Regions from separate parts of the Ovis aries genome. Here region 1 is linked to region 2. Evidence: chromatin contacts called from public Hi-C data. All regions are on one chromosome and are shown on one strand. Each heading gives the region's core, a stretch centred on a gene start, on an enhancer-like site or on the middle of the called end of the contact. The rest is flanking DNA. Distances are from core to core; before and after follow the strand shown.

Evidence for each region. Hi-C and Micro-C count contacts between places; a contact is called where the count stands out from the background.
Region 1: a contact with region 2 is called in a Hi-C map of tail adipose tissue, with 3 times the contacts expected there. The contact joins the promoter of WNT5A here to the enhancer-like site in region 2. A contact is called at or near these places in 2 of 16 Hi-C or Micro-C datasets (liver and tail adipose tissue).

Annotation. Positions count from the first base shown.
Region 1 is chr19:45,664,846-45,668,345 of ARS-UI_Ramb_v3.0, reverse strand. It overlaps WNT5A (Wnt family member 5A), which reads right to left and starts at 2,165. Exons shown (of 5, transcript XM_004018630.5): 1 at 871-2,165. The coding sequence starts at 876.
Region 2 is chr19:44,851,949-44,855,326 of ARS-UI_Ramb_v3.0, reverse strand. The region is part of intron 3 of ERC2 (ELKS/RAB6-interacting/CAST family member 2); the gene reads right to left. Among named protein-coding and RNA genes, the nearest start is that of ERC2, 210 kb to the right of the region's middle. Within about 2 kb of position 2,091, at least 2 of the 54 cell types and tissues checked have an H3K27ac peak or open chromatin away from gene starts, as enhancers often do. A contact at or near this core is called in liver and tail adipose tissue, where this site is marked.

The DNA of each region.
Region 1 (3,500 bases), core at 916-3,415, 810 kb before region 2:
ACAATTAAAACAAACAAGAGTTCACAAACTGCCCCCCGCCCGCTCTCCCAACCCAGAGGCCCAAATGTTTCTAAAGGACAAGGAGGATTCCGCGCGGGGGGCCGGGGTGCGCTCTCCCAGTGGACCAAATTAGAGCAACCACCGCCAGCCCTCCCCACCCCCATCACCGCTGCAAAGTGCGGAGCTCACCCAGTGGCGGCTAATAATGCTAATAACAGGACCCCATCCCTGCGCCAGGGTGCGAGCTGGCCCTCTGCCAGGCACTCTTAAAGGCACAGGGCCTGCTGCGCTTGGGTTCCCCGGCTGCGTTGAGCCGGCAACCTGGCCTCTGGCAGCAGAGGGCGGGGGTACGAGGCTCAGGAATAGTCGGCTCCTGGTCGGGCTTCACGGTCTCTCAACCAAGGAGTCCCCTTCCCCTTTCTGAGCCCCGGCCACCCACCCTCTCGGGGTCCGCGCCAGTGGGCGCTTGGTAAATATTTGTTGAATTGAATCATTATCCTGTTACTGAAATATACATAGTAAGCTACCCTTGAGTTTCTCAGGGCAAAAGGAAAGTCGTCTGCGGACCTCTCAGTTTTTCTGCGCTGTCTCTACCCCACTTTTTCTCCAAAGTCTAAAAAAGTTTGCAGAACTTTTGGTGGGACAAGAAGAGGTCTGTCTCCTGGGAGACCGAGGTAGTGCACGGGGATGGGGGGAGGGCGAAAGGGTAGGGGTCTCTGCCAGCTACGCGGGGGGTTCTAGCGTCTCCAGAGGTAGGAGAAATGGAGGGGGGTTAGGGAGAGGTGGGGGGGGGGGTCAGTTAACTTCCAAAAGAAAACAATGTAAAGAAAAAAAGAAGTGAGGAGCCTCGGCGGCACAGAGAACACCTACCTTCATTGCGAGGGGGAGGGGGGCGCGGAGAGGAAGTCGCCACCGGAGCCGAAGAACCGGAGCGGCGCGTCCTCGTTAAGCCTGAGGAGACGATCCTGCGCAGAGCTGCGGCTTCCTCCAGGGCTCGTCCGGCAGGCTCTGGGGACTGGAGCCTAAGCCGTCACTAGCGTTCGAGTCTGGGTGCCCGAGCCAGAGTAGCGCTGGGATGCGCGCGGGAACCGAGGGGGCGCCGAAGTCCGCCTGCCAGCAGCAGGAGCAGGGCCCGGCCGGCGCGCAACAAGGGAGCCGCGGGTCCGGCGAGGGCGCGCAGGCGACTGTTCCTCGGCGAGGCGCTCCCTCTCCAACGTCCATCAGCGACGGCGGTAATTAGGGCTTTCCAACCCCAAATGTGGGCGTGATTGTGCAAAAGACTTTACAACAAATAATAAAAAAAAAATTCTTCACAAGAGGGTGAAAAAAAATGCCCCACAACTCAACTCTGGCCCGGGGCGGGGTGTGGGGGAGGTGATCCCTGCGCCCAGGTGCCTCCGGTTCATTCACACCAGGATCCTGCACTTTTGGTGGCTCACGCCTCCCGATCGCCAGCTCCTCCTCTACGAGTCTGAGTCTGTGGCCGAAACGTCTGCTTCCAGGCGCTGATCCCGCGGCTGCGAGTGAGTGTGTGGACGTCTGTGTACACACACAGACACACACCCAAACACACCCCCGACACACACGCGCACTGCAGCTTGGGGGCCACAGAACAATCAGACGCGCACGGTTTTTTCTCCTGGAGATGCCGCTGAAAACGCTCCAGTCGTCATCCGAGCTGCCAGAGTCAGCGCCAACTTTTGTCCTTTCATTTTTAGGGTTTGGCAAAAAGGTGGGAGCAAACTGGTAAAAGTCGTCCCTGAAAGTTCTGCCTCTGGTGGGTTCGGGGTCGATGCGCGACTGCCCCCGGGGGAGACACCGGTTCCCCCTCCCTACCCTCTTCTTTCTCTCTTCTGGTTAGTCCCCCTCTCTTCCCCCGCCTTTCCAGGGAAAAGGGCGAAGAGGCGCGAGGGCCAGGGGCTTCGCAGAGGCTCTTCAGCTCCGGCGGTCCATGGCCGGCGTGGCTGCCCACCTCCTCGTTTGGCGCCGGGGCCGGAGGGGCGGGAGAGCAGGCGGCGGGCGGCGGGCGGCGGGCGGTCGGGTTCCGGCAGCGGCGAAGGAGCTCACTCGGCAGAGGCTGCACGGAACCGGACTCCGGGTGGCGGAGGCGGCGCCTGGGAGCTTGCAGCAAACTTCCACGCGATCCTGCGCCCCGCAGACAGACTGACCGACCGCAGGGACCACGTCCCCCCCCCCCCACCCCCCGGCCCTCCTGGCCAACTGCCTCCTCCTCTCCCTCCCTCTCTCCGGACTCCTCTTTCCCCTGGTGTTCTCAGAGAAAAAAAAAATTAAGTTGGAGAACCAAAGGCGGCTGGAAAGAAGGGGAGGGTGGGCGGGGGGCGGGGGGGGGCGGTGGATGGGAGGAAAAAAAAACTAACTTTGCCTTTGCGCATGCGTGGTGAGGCCGACCTATGACAAACTCCGCAGGATTTTAAAGCCGTACCACAAGCTGGGGTGCAGGGGGGCGTCGGGATACACTCCCAGCAGGAGCCCCCTTCTCTTGGCTTCCCATCCCCCAGGCATCTGATGAAAGAGAGAGGTCCATTCCTTAGCCGCAGCCTGACAGCCGCCTGGTGCTCTGCTCTCCTTCCAAAGCCGCCTACCCACTGGAAGGTGAACCCCAACTTCAGCTTGGACCCCTTGGCTCGCCTGTCCAAGGCTGCTTGCACGGGGCTGCACCCAGGCTGCCGCCATGCCACGGAACCTCTAGGAGGACCACCTCCCCATTCTTATCCCTGGGGGAGGGTCCCCAAGCCCCCGGGCTGGAAAAGAGGGTAAGTGCGCGAGTCCTGCCCCCAGTGTAGCAGATTTGAGCATCTGGCTGTGACCCAGTGCATCTAGAAGCGACCCGCGGTCCTGCCGGTTGGATCTTGACTGGTTCCCAATCTCAGGTGAGAAGCCTGCAAAGTTCGGCAAAATCAGGTTCTGCTGCAACTTCCAGGCACTTCCAGACACCTGTGGTTTGGGGGTCCTGCTTGGGCGGGGTTGCCAGATTGTTGCCTACACCCAGTATGCCAAGGGCGCCACCCAGGTTAAACCATGCCTCACACTGGAACACAGTTACTCTTCTCAGCTCTCGCCATCCCCAACCCACACCCTACATATACACATCACACACACCCACCCAACCACCCACACACACACCCCACATATACACATCACACACACACACACACACACACACACACACACACACACACACACACACACACCCCATTTCCGCAGTAACTCCAGCATGTACTTGACCTTAAGGCGGGTACTTGGGATGGTAGCTGTTTGTTCTTTCCATTCCCCACTCCCATCTCTGGCGGACTACCCCAGGGCATCGCCGCAGGTGCCTCCCAAGTCCCTTCCTGACCCTGACTTGTCCTACCTGACTGCACCCCTCCAAGGCCCTGACCTGCTGGGCGCATCAAAAGGGCAGTGTGAAGCTCGCTTCGTTTCATCAGGGGTGCGCGCAGACCTAAGGGCCAATACATGTTTACCTTCGATCCCCTTGG
Region 2 (3,378 bases), core at 842-3,341:
AGTCACAGAAGAGTCAGACACAACTTAGCAACTAAACAACAACTGAGTAATTTTTGATGTCATATTCTAGATGCTGCTAAGGATATGTTACAATTTTCCATTATGACATGATATGACACCATAATGACCACCCTATGACAACAACCAAGCAGAACTCCATAACCCTAAGGAGGTACCAAAAAGGGGGGCCCCAAACCTTTATTTGGTCCATATGGTCATTCCCAGCAAGTGAGACCTGACTGGGCGAAACATGAAAACTGACCCAAATTGGGCTCTCTCCCAGGTTCCAACTGGATCTATAAAAGGTAAATTTGAGAGCTCTGGGTTTGCTGATTTGATCATACGGACCAAGACAGCACAAGTGAGGCTTGTGCTCAAACAAGCTGGAACATCCTGGCAGTCCTCGGGCTCCTATTGCCAGCCCTTCCTCAGGGCCAACGGCATCCAGCGCTTGAATTCCACATGCTGCCCTTTCAGTACAGACTCCTTTTCTAATTGTGCTAGCTATGATTTCTTGCAACCAGAGTCTTAACTTCCACATACACTGCCTGCTCAGATTCTCTTTGCACCTTTTTAGGCACCCCTCTCTGTCTTCTCCAGAGAGAAAGCAAATTTGTTCCACCAGTCCCTTTGGTCTGCAACCAGGGAAAGTAAGCTCTATGAGAAAGTTACGGGAGACCCTCAGGAAACCACTCCTCTCCCGTAAGTCCTGGGACTCTCTGCCACTGCCAAACACTTTCTTATGGGAAACAGATGAGAATAACAGACTTTCCATAAAAGTTTAGTGAAAAGCTAACCAAATAAGGCAAAAAAAGATTGAATGAGATGTCACAAAGGGCCCTTAATTTCAGCACCAATTTAAAAAATGGGAGAACATCGCCCCCATGCCAGATCCCCAGAATGGCAACCCACAGTGACTCCCAGAGACTTGACTGCAAGCTTAGACAGCCCCTCTGTCATGCGCCCTGTAGTTCTGTGAGCCAGGCCAGCTCTAGGGCCAAGCACTGCTCACACAGTTGAGGCATCCTTCTTCCAGGCAAATTGAAACTAGCAGGCCCATAATCTGGCTCTGGCAGTCAGACTCCAGAGCCTGTGTACTACGCTCTACCTCTTCTCCCTCTGATCTTGTCACATCCCCCCATTTCCTGTCCAGTCCATCCCATACCCCATTCCAGATCAATCCTTCATAGGGACAGCTTTCCTACTATCAACTTCATGTTCAAATCCAGCAGCGGCATCCTTTCCCAGGCCAGTTGCAGAATGCCAGTTTTATTATGTCCTACTCTTTCATAAAACCCTATAGTGGTTTCCTAAAGCTCTTAACTGCTCACCATTGTCTACCATATCTCACAAAATCTCTCTTCAGGCCTATTCAGCCTGATGAAAGTCTCTCTCCTTCTTACTCACTCTGTTACAGGTATTCTAAGCCTGTGTTGTCCAGTATGGTAGCCACCAGCCAGGAGCGGCCAATTAATTCAGTGCCTTGGTTGCACTAGTTACATTTCAAGTCCTTAAGGTCACATGAGACTATGGCTGCCGTATGGCACAGCACAGCTCTAGACTTTGATTCTGACTATGGACCCAGCTGTCTGCTGCCTCCAGCCATTATAAAGCCAATCCTTTTGCCTCCAATACATCTTGTACTTTTCTTCGCAATGTTCTCCTTGAATTCTTTTTAACTCTTCAAGCCTCAGCTTACACACCACTGATCCACGAGAAGCCTTCTTTTTCCCCATGACTAGGTTAAGTAACCCTGTTAAACATTTCCAACCATATCTGATAACTGAAATGATTTAACTACATGCAATGCGTCTTTTTCCCCTAAAGATTGGCACTGTCTGTCCTATGAACATTTTTATCTACAGTGCCTGGTGGGCAGTCAATGCAGACTTCCACCTAATAACTTCATTCACAGGTACAATACTTTGCAAGAAGGGTAAACCTTAACCATCTTTCATTGTGGACTTCCTCTGATCCTCCCTGCCTCTCCTATTCTCTAGCCAAACTGCACACCCCACTGTCTTCTGGATCAGACCTTTGTGTTCCTACCCTTGAGATTTTGCTTGACTGTTCCCTGTCTTGCATCATGTCTGGCACACATTTTGCACTCAGCAAACATGAGGTGGCAGAGAACCACTGGATCTCAGACGGAGCCAACAACTAGAGATGATCTGTGGAGCTTGGATGACTACCAGGATAGAAATGCCAAAAGAGCGTTATCTTAATAACAGCAAACTAAAGAAGCTTCTGGGAAATGTGAGGAAGTTCAACATATTTTTTGGCAAAATGACCTTTTTAAAAAAATGGTAGTGTGAAGGTCAAACACTGAGTTACATATTGCATCACGGTAGCTGTCAATTTTTTCAGAAACATTTTGCCTAAGTGAAAATTGATATTTATGTTTCATTCTTTTGTTCTGTCTAAAAATTAGCACAGAGGACTTCCCTGGAGGTCCAGTGATTAAGTCTTTGCCTTCCAATGCAGAGGGTGCAGGTTCAATCCCTGGCTGGACAGCTAAGATCCCATATCCCTCACGGTTAAAAAACTAAAACAGAAAACAGAAGCAATATTGCAACAGATTCAACAAAGACTGAAAAAATGCTAAGGGGTTATTTTAAAAAACTAAAATTAACACATAGTTATACCTGTCGCCTACATTTTGTTAAATATAGGATTTGAAAACTCATTCTATACTATTAATTCCATTTGCCAGATGAAGGTCCAATCTAAATTTACTAACTTTATTCTCATTTATACAAATTTTGGCCCCAATATGAATATCTTCATGTAAGTAGGACCTCCTTCAAGAGAGTACAATCTTAACTCTCTATAACAAGTTAACATTCCAAAGATTGCCACTTCTTTTTTGTCTCACATTTGTGCTGTGAAGTTGTAACCTTAGATGTCTTCACAACCACAAACTAATCCCCTAAAACAGCATTATCTTCTTACTACCTACATGGAAACTGACTAGAGGAGACATTTTCCGAATCAGAAATACAGTGGATGATACAAGCCCATTCCCATTCACTTTATTATCTTTCAGGTAAAAGTGTCTTCAACTTTCCTTTCTCAGGTCTATGTTATTTATAAGGCGGTGACAAGTACAAAGTGATTTTTGTTTTTAGTCTTTCAGTCAGCTTTTTATTTTCTAGTTGATTTATAAATACAAGAGGTTTCTAATACACCTATCTGTGCTAGCCTGCTATACACTCCTAGAAAGTAAAAACATGAAAAATTTTGCAAGGCCAGAAAAATCAGAGGCTTTCATTTGTAATGCACCAACTAGAACAGCTTCTAAATTGCTTTATTAAGCCTAACTGGTATAAGTGGCTAACTTTCCCATTTAATGCAAAGCAACTCTTACTGTTCAGTCAC